3 separate regions of the Mus musculus genome follow, and all the other regions are linked to region 3. A link is a contact called in public HiChIP or PLAC-seq data. All regions are on one chromosome and are shown on one strand. The core of a region is the stretch at or near the end of the contact, and the rest is flanking DNA. Distances in the headings are between cores, read along the strand shown.

Evidence for each region. HiChIP or PLAC-seq counts read pairs in DNA pulled down with a chosen protein or histone mark.
Region 1: a contact with region 3 is called in an H3K27ac HiChIP or PLAC-seq map of extraembryonic endoderm stem cells, with 3 times the contacts expected there. The contact joins the promoter of Pde2a here to the promoter of Arhgef17 in region 3. A contact is called at or near these places in 5 of 39 promoter capture datasets (the C10 cell line, embryonic stem cells, hippocampal neurons and 2 more), 1 of 15 datasets of contacts at CTCF or cohesin (large pre-B cells), 8 of 115 datasets of contacts at active chromatin or transcription factors (T-cell acute lymphoblastic leukemia, embryonic forebrain, extraembryonic endoderm stem cells and 5 more) and 1 of 9 other capture datasets (liver).
Region 2: a contact with region 3 is called in an H3K27ac HiChIP or PLAC-seq map of T-cell acute lymphoblastic leukemia, with 4 times the contacts expected there. The contact joins the enhancer-like site here to the promoter of Arhgef17 in region 3. A contact is called at or near these places in 4 of 39 promoter capture datasets (embryonic stem cells, hippocampal neurons and liver), 3 of 115 datasets of contacts at active chromatin or transcription factors (T-cell acute lymphoblastic leukemia, embryonic stem cells and epiblast stem cells) and 1 of 9 other capture datasets (pancreatic islet).

What each region holds. Positions count from the first base shown.
Region 1 is chr7:101,449,855-101,452,733 of GRCm38.p6, reverse strand. Pde2a (phosphodiesterase 2A, cGMP-stimulated) reads right to left here and starts at 1,482. Exons shown (of 30, transcript NM_001143849.2): 1 at 1,266-1,482. The coding sequence starts at 1,382.
Region 2 is chr7:101,486,041-101,488,947 of GRCm38.p6, reverse strand. The region is part of intron 3 of Pde2a (phosphodiesterase 2A, cGMP-stimulated); the gene reads right to left. Among named protein-coding and RNA genes, the nearest start is that of Mir139, 12 kb to the right of the region's middle. Within about 2 kb of position 1,602, at least 11 of the 459 cell types and tissues checked have an H3K27ac peak or open chromatin away from gene starts, as enhancers often do. A contact at or near this core is called in T-cell acute lymphoblastic leukemia, where this site is marked.
Region 3 is chr7:100,930,759-100,933,625 of GRCm38.p6, reverse strand. It overlaps Arhgef17 (Rho guanine nucleotide exchange factor (GEF) 17), which reads left to right and starts at 1,465. Exons shown (of 21, transcript NM_001081116.1): 1 at 1,465-2,867. The coding sequence starts at 1,887.

The sequences.
Region 1 (2,879 bases), core at 233-2,732, 520 kb before region 3:
TATGATTACACACAAGGCACACTCAACACATGCTATGTACACAGGAACCCTCACATAAGCACATATACCCCAGACTCACCCATCCCTCACTACAGGTGAAGGACATTTACCCCCTCTCTCTATCCCCAAACCCAACTGCCCCAGTCACTACCAGGACAGCTGGGATAAGGAGATATCATGTATAAGTTATAAATACCAGTGTCCCACCTCACGATCCCTACCCACCATATATTTTGGGCACCCTGAGGGCAACGTTCTCCATGTTTAAGCCCTTGGACTTGAGTCCATCCTATGCCATACCTGAGAACACAGGCACAGGTGGAGGTCCTAGAGGCTCCAGCCCTGTCTTCTGAGCCGGTTCCCCCACGACCCAAAGTAGAGGCAGACATGTAGGGAAGGCATGGTCACAGAAAGACCCTAGCACAAAGATAGAGACCTACAGAAACTGAAGGGCTGAACAGACCAGGAGAGGTAGGCAGCCTGGAGCAACACACTAAACAAGAGAACAGCAGAGGGGCCAAAGGATGATGCACTCAGAAATTTGGGAACTGGAAGAATGATATGGGACTATCACATCTAGAGGCTGGGAGGCAACAGGAGGAGACTGGAGGTCTGTGTAAAAGATGAGGACTGGGAGGGGGCAGTCTGGCAGAGGAGAAGAGAGAATCTGGGTTTTAAAAGGGGGTTGGACCCTTGGGTTGGGTGGAAGATGGTGACTAGAATCTAGATGATTAGTAAGGATGGGGAGTAAGACTTTATAAAATAGAAGATAGAGGTTTGGGGGTGAGGTCCTACTTATGAGGTAAAGTTCTCTGCAGCCAGGGGCTTAGGGGATATGGGTGTGCCTGGAATCTGATATGTACAGTAGAGAGCCAGAGGTTTGAGAGGGGAGTGGGACTAACCTGGGAGGAGGGAACTCCGGGTTTATACAGAGCTGTTAATGTGGCTGAGGGGGGCAACGAGGATTAGGACTTCGGGGCTTGGGATGGAGGAGTTCTAGATGCGAAGCAGAGTCAGAATCTGGAGGGGCATTTGAACTATGAGCCGAAGAATCAAGGACCCCCTCTGGGTATGGCTGCAGTCCCATTCAGTACAAGACGGGTTCCAAACTAAGGGAAGGGTCCCCTCTTAAAGGAAGGTTCAGGAGAGAGTAGACCGTGGGGCAGACGACTGCAAGCTCTTCAGAAGACCGGGCCCTCACCGGGCTCTCCCTGGACACCCGCTTCTCCCTGTTACCCAGAATGGGGGGGGGGGGGGCCTCCTACCTGCAGGCTGTCGGCGCATGGCTGCGGCGGCGGCTCGTCCGGCTTGAGGAAGACCTGCTGGCCCCGCCTGAGGAATTGGACAACAGCGATGAGGATGTGGTGCAACACCAGGACCATGCTCGCAGCCGCCCGCCCGCCCCTCCAGCCCGGCCCGCTGCACTCGGTCAGCGCGTCCGCAACAGCTTCGCCGGTCCGCGCGAGGGTCCGCCCTGGTCCCGCCCCGCCCCCGCCCCCGTCCCGCCCCAGGCCTCCAGGCCCCGCCTACGTTTCTGCTACCGGGGACAGCACTTCAACGCCTTCCAAAGATCGGACCCCACCCGATCCCGGCCGGCTTGCTCCCTGCCAGGCCTTCACCCTCTCAAGTCTCCTGCAGCGGGTCGGCTACGAGGGCTCCCACTCCTCGGTCGCCTCTCAGCCTTCGCTGCCTTCCGCTTATCCCATTGTCACTCCTCCTATGTGGTAGGGCCCCTCCCAGAGTCCCGCGCACTGTCGCACCACATTCTCTCCCCATCACTTGGACTTCAGTAGCCCGGCCAGAACCCCGAGGCCGAGTCCAGCGCAGTGCGGGGAGAGGGGCCGCGGCCACAGTCCGGGAGCCCCGAGGTCCTTTCACTCCTTCCAGTACAGAGGGTAGAGGAAAGTGAGGGAGAAATTTAGAGGTCGCTCCAAAATGGGACGAGCCCTGAAGCGGTAGCAGATCTGTGAAGGAGACACGTGCGCCCTGACACACACAGGCGCACCGTTCCCAAATGTGGGGTGAGAGCACTGGGTTCCTAAGGCTACCAGATAGGCCTTCATCGGCGTCCCAGGAGGCTGAAAAGGGTGCAAGCCCCAGGGCCATCTAGTCCGCAGTTCCGCGGTGGGACCCCGAGAGCTGGGAGCGCATTTCTCTGCAGAGCCGCCTCTGTGCTCAGGCACTTGCAGCAGCCGTGACGCTCCTGCGCCCCCTGGTGTTCTATCGCAAAGGTGCACCCTGACCCCAGTAGGGGATGGCTGGAGGGATGAGGGGACATTTGTGTAACTTGGGTCAAACCCCTTGCCTGGACCAACCTGTTTTCTAGCCTCTGCTTGCTATAAGATGGGCTAAGGCACAGGACGAGTCTATATCAAATGGTGAATTTGGGTCTTCCTGGATTTTGCCAGTGTAACTTTAGCTTGATCCCCTTCCCATTGGGTGTCAGTTGTCCCACAGGGCTGCCAGAAGACAAAAACTTGGAATGATGGTGAGACAGACAGACTCCTGACAGCCCTCACTGTGACTTTCCCTGGTTCTCCTTTCTGCGCTACTGCCCCTCTTCCTGTACTTCCCTCTCCCCCCAGCCCTTGGAAGGTGACTCAGTGAGCCCCCTGCTCCTTGCCTCATAGATGTGATTCATTTGGGCCCTTTCCCCCTGGGGAGCAATTTCCCCAGTGTTGAGTCACTGAGCCCAGTGCTGGACACGGTCCCAGCACCTGGCACAGGCTTGGAAGTGTCCTAGCTGTCCCAGTAGCTCAAGGGGTGATCTTCCACACAAGGATTTTTCCCCCTCCTAGCTGAGCTTACAGCTTCCAGTGCTCAAACATCCTTAGTGGGGGTCTCTACCACGAGCACCATAAAACCTAAATCTCTCACTT
Region 2 (2,907 bases), core at 353-2,852, 560 kb before region 3:
TCCTTTTCTAAGTCCCGCTAAGCCCCAGCCCTAAACAAATCCCTCCCCGCAGCCTCATACTGGGTTCACTCTCAGCCCTTTCCTACAAATCCCAACTTCTCCCTGACCCATTCAACTCCCTGATCCCTTCTCTTTACTGACAGTTCATCCCCACTGGGCCCCGCTCCTTGCCGTGGTCCTCACTAAGTCTCTGTCACCCCAGCCCACCCCACGGAGCCCCACTTGTTCTCCATGCCGTCACGTCACTCAGCTTCCACCCCTCACTGATCCCCACCCCCTCACTCAGCCTCTGTGGTGGTATATATTGATTGTCAGCTTGACAGGGTCTGGAATCACCTTGGAGACAAGTCTCTGAGCATGCATGTGAGGCATGTTCTGGATTAGGTTAATTAATATAGGAAGACTCGTTCTAAATGTGGGTAGCACATTCCGTGGGCTGGGATCTCATGCTGAATAAAAAGAAGAACGCTAGCTGGGTACAAGTATTCGCTCTTCTCTGCTTACAGACAGTGGATATGGTGTGACCCGCTGCCATGCCTTCTCTGCCATGACTGACTGTCCCCTTGGCCATCTCACCGAAATTCATCCCTTCACTGAACCCCCTCACTGAAGGCCCTCAATGAATGCCACCCCTCACTGGACCCCAATCCCTCACTAAATCCCACTCACTGAACCCAATTCCACCACTGAACTCCATCTCCTAACTAAACCCCATCATTTCACTGACCCCCCCCCCAACTGAACCCCATCACCTCACTGATCCTCCATCTCTTCACTATCCCTCCATCCCTCTCTGAGTCTTGCACTGATTTCTATGACCTTTCATCTCTCTCTTGAAGACAAATAATGATGTAGGCCAGCACCTGGCTCTCCTCTGCCAGAATGAGACTCCAGAAATGGGAACGGACAGTCACTGTGTTCTCCAAGACAAACCAGATGGACAATTGGATTCTGTCATGAGAAAAAAACAGGTTTGCCTTGAGGAAGTGCCCTGCGTCGGTAGCCAAGGCTATGCCCAAATGATAGCTGGAAGGCCTAAGGCTCCCATACTTGGCAGCGGGGGATCTGAGGTTTGGGGATGCCTGGTTGGGGTCTCAGACAGGCTAGGAGATTGGGAAGGGGAGCCTCGGGGGTTCTTTCCTTTCCGGGCCAGAATCCCTGTCAAAGCCAGTAAAATTCAGGGCTGGACCAACCTGGTCATTGTACAGAGGGGAAAATAGAGGCCCGGGAGAAAGCAATAGGATTGTCATCATGGCAACAACGCCCTGAAGCCCAAGCGTCCTGCTTGCCAGTCCCAAACTCTTCTGTAGACAGAATCTCCCTGGGGATGCCATGGCGACCAGCCCCCTTTTGTGAAGCTTGGCTCTTTCTCATCGGCAGGGAATCCCTTGTGCATGTCTCATGAAATGGGTGCTGCTGACCCACAGAAGATGAGCAGGGAAGGATTAAGCTGGGGAGCAAAGAGAACAAGCCTAGGGAGACACAAAGACGAACTACACTTTTCCTCCTTAACTGAGCATGCCCTCGGAGTGGGTAGAGTCAGAAAGGCTCCACCCTGCCTCTCCCTAACACCACCTTCACTCATTTTCTGTCTACCACCTCAGCCTTATCTGCCTTTACAATCCAGCCTCCAGCCACACCTGCTGCTCTCTGCCAGCTAGCAGTCACCAGCAACCACCAAAAAGCTCAGCTTCCTGCCGGATCACCCCTCCCCCACCGCTGCCCAGGTAGCTGCACACAGGCAGGTGCCTCCACTATGTCTCGATGGTCACACTTGAGAGAAGCCTGTCCCCAGTCCCACCCATTTCACAGAAAAAGAGACTGAGGTCAAAAGGAAATTCATTCCCTCAAGGTCAACAAAGGGTAGTCTTCCTTTGGGCTGAGGAGTAGGCAGGCATGCCGCTAGGCTAGAATCCAGGCCTATCTGCCTACCACATGTCTGGGTCTCACACTTCATTCTGCAGGGAAAACTTGAGAACAGGGCCCATAACACCCTTGGGCCCATCAGTCCTAGTGATAGACCTGAGCTCACTCAGGTCCCATACATCAGACACAGGTATGGGCAGGCAGAACAGATTAGAAAAAAGGGTGCCAGCCTGAGACCCTAGCCCTAGTCCTTACTGGCCTGACTGCTCTCTAAGATCTGTGCCCTGAGATGCCAATCCCCTGCCCTCTTGCTCTTTCTGCCTTCTGGAATCCCTGTTTTTTTTTCTGTCCCAGTAGGCACTAGCCTCCCATCTCCAAGTAGTTCTGGGCTAATTGCATTTGAGCATTTACTTTTAATTGTCTTTTCCAAAGGCTTTACTGAATATGGAGAGGATGCTGAACCGACTGCTAATGTAGAGTGTCGGAGCCCTTCCAAGCTGTGCCCTGCAGATACCACCAGCTCCCCAAGGAAGGAGGGCCTGCCTGGAGCACTAGAGAGAGCAAGCTCCACGGGAGGCTCCAACCTGTCCTGTCCCCTGAGCCTGCCATTCGGTGCATTCTTCCCAACCCCCAGGGATGCTCCCCTGACTACTGGGAGACTTCCTGGAGGAGGCAAGCCAATAACAAACGAAGAACTCTGGGGGGGGGGGGGGAGCAACACACATTACAGCTTTTTTGGTTTGGTTTGGTTGGTTTTTGAGACATGGTTTCTCTGTGGAGTCTTAGCTGTTCTAGAGCCAGGCCTCAAACTCACAGAAATTTGCCTGCTTCTGCCTCCCGGGTGCTGGGATTAAAGAGCACGTGCCACCACCGCCCGGCCCAGCTTTTTTTATCTTTACGATTCAGAAGATCTGGCCTAGTGGTGGTATAGCTACTCAAGAGGCTGAGGCCGGAGGAAAAAAAAAAGTGTAAGGCTAGCTTGGGCCACAGAGTAATTCCAGGCTAGCCTGGACAATGTAGTGAGACCCTGTCTCGAAATAA
Region 3 (2,867 bases), core at 216-2,715:
CTCTGTCCCCAAAGAGGCTAGGTTCTGCCCACCACCCACAAAGAGAAAGGCTGCTGGAACTTAAAGGAATCAGACCCTCCTTCTTCATCAAAATCTCTAAAAAAAACCGTGATGATTGACAACTTTAAAGTCTGGATTTGAGCCACACCTAGAGCTATCCTTTCCCTCTGACTTCTGCAATGGCTATTGTGACTTCTCTAATAACATCTATCCCCAAGGGTGGCCTAAGGATTAAATAAAATACTTAAAATGTTACCCGTACGTCCTAGGCAGTCCATATATTTTCATTCATTTAGGTGTGGAGTCCTACATTTAAAGCCTCTGGGCAAAAAGGGACCTAACAGAGGTGCGAAGTTGACATCCCAGTAACCAGAACAATTTTAGACTTGCTAGACTGCAGCAGGAGCGGGAGGGGAGGTCTAGGGTAGATCATTGTTGCAGCGGGAGAGACACCTTCCTGGTCTGGAGGGTGGAGCACCCACAGGTAGGAGTATAGGTTTGGCGGAGGGAAGTTGAGGGCGTTCCCGTGCAAACACCTTTTGTGCAGGAGGCCAAAGAAAGGGCAGAGTGCTTGCCAAAGGGGGCAGGAAACGCCTGTAAGCAAGTGAAACCTTCCTAACCCTTCTATGGTTGGTTGTGGGAAGATGAAGTTTTATCTCTACGGAGTTTGGAGAAAGCGGAGAATCTTGCCCGCAGAGGGCGCAAGAGCAACGTACCCCGACCGCAGAAAGACGTGGGGAGCGGAGTCTTAGAGATTAGAGGACGCCAGGCCTTAGAGGGCAGGGGGCGTGGCAACTGGAAAAATGGCGGGGGAAGTTGTGTGTAATAGTCCTGAGTGGTGGGACTGCTAAAGCAGCATTGGGTGGGTTAAGGGACAGTCAGCGAGGGACAAACCAGAGGGAGGTGGGAGATAGGTGGAGCGTTTGGGAGAGTGAGGGGCGGGACATGGGCGTGGTGCGGCGGGATTCGCCACTGAAGGATGAGTACGGGGCGTGGTCTGAGCAAGGTGGGGAACCACAAGCGCTCCGGTGGGCCTGCCCCACCTACGTCTCCCTGGGCCCCACCTCTTTTCCGGCCAGGAGAGTTTCTGCGTGTACCTGAGTTTCGGTGTGTACCTGAGTTTTTGGGTCTTGGGTTGCCATGTTGGAGCCCCTGCGGCAGAGGTTCCCGCGTGAAAGCGGGGACTACTTTATGCAGAGCTGTCCACTCTCAGCTCCTGTGGGTATCTGAAGGAGTCCCCAGGGAGGATCAGCCCGCGGCTTTCGCAGCCGACTCCCCTAGAGGGTCGTTTTGGTCTACAAAAGTCCTAGCATCCTGTTTCTCCTTCGGCTCCTCCCCGATTCCCTCCCCCCACAGTGTTCCCAGCCTCGCGCGCTCCCGGAGCCCACCCCCTCTTTTGGGCGCCAGGCCCCGCCCCCCGCCCCCTTTCCTCTGCCTCAAAGTTTATTTGCAACAAAAGGGAGCAGAGAGCTAGCTGCTTAGAGGGAGGGAAAGGGAGCTGGAGCGGGAGCTCGAGGGGAGGCAGGCGGGCCGCCGGGCTTGGCAGGCGGACTTTGAGTGCAGGAACCGAGCCTTAGGCCCCTCACCGGCAGGACCGCGATGTCCCTGGCCTCTCCCGCAGAGGCTAAGGCTGGGCCTGGGGTCGCCGCAGGGGCGAGAGGGGCCGCCCAGGATGGAACTCCTGCCTTTTGTAGCCGCGGAAACTTGATCTTCGACTGATAAACCTCTGCTCACGTCTCCGCACCCTCCTCCACAGCCGCCGCACGCTGCGGGTGCAGGACCCAGGCTCTCGGACCGTGGCCACTGCGCGCCCTCGGAGTGGGAGTGCAGGGGGGGTTGGCCGCGGCGTCCCGAGGCCAGCCCCCCCGGAGTGACTAGCACCAACCATGGCGGACGGGTCACCTCGACCCCCACTTTATCGCAGCGTCTCGTTTAAACTGCTGGAGCGCTGGAGCGGCGGACCGGGGCCGAGGGAGGAGGACGCGGACACCCCTGGGTTGCGGCGCCGAGCTTCGTGCCGGCCAGCCGCGGCAGTCCCGGGCCAGCCCTCCCGGCGCGTGTCCAAGCTGGCGTCGGGGCCCCCGGCCGCCCCCGCGCAGCCGCGCCCGCTCCGCAGCCTCTCGCCATCGGTGCGCCAGCTCTCCCGGCGCTTCGACGCGGCGGGTCTGGACGACGACTCCACTGGTACCCGGGACGGGGGCTGCTCCTCCGGCACCACAGAAGAAGCTGCGGAAGGCTCTGAACGTGGGGCCTGGCCCAGCGTCACAGAGATGCGCAAACTCTTCGGCGGTCCGAGCTCCAGACGACCCAGTATGGACTCTGAGGCCCTGGGGTCGACCAGCCCCGACAGAGTTTCGTGGGAGCCCCCAACTCGCGATCCCCGGCAACCTCCGACGCCACCTCCTCGAACGTGCTTTCCTCTGGCTGGCCTGCGTTCTGCGCGGCCGCTGTCCGGGCCCGGGATCGAGGGGAGGCGACGTCGGCAGCACCAGCAACAGGAGCGGGCGCAGCGTCCGGCGGATGGTTTACATTCTTGGCATAGCTTCTCCCAACCGCAGGCCGGGGCCCGGGCCTCCTCCTCCTCCTCCATTGCCTCCTCCTATCCTGTCAGCCGCAGCCGGGCTGCTAGTTCCAGCGAGGAGGAAGAGGAGGGACCGCAGTCGCAGCTTGGGCCTCAGAGTCCGGCCTACCTCGGCGGCCACTCTTCGGGCAGTGACGAGGACCCAAATGGTGAGGATGGCCGTCGCTGGAGAGGGAGAGGTCTCCGGCCTGGACGCTCTCAGTTGGTTCACGGCTGCAGCCAGGACAGTGACGAGCTAAATCCGGGAGGCTTGGGATCAGCGGGGGGTGTCGGGAGCCCCGAACCT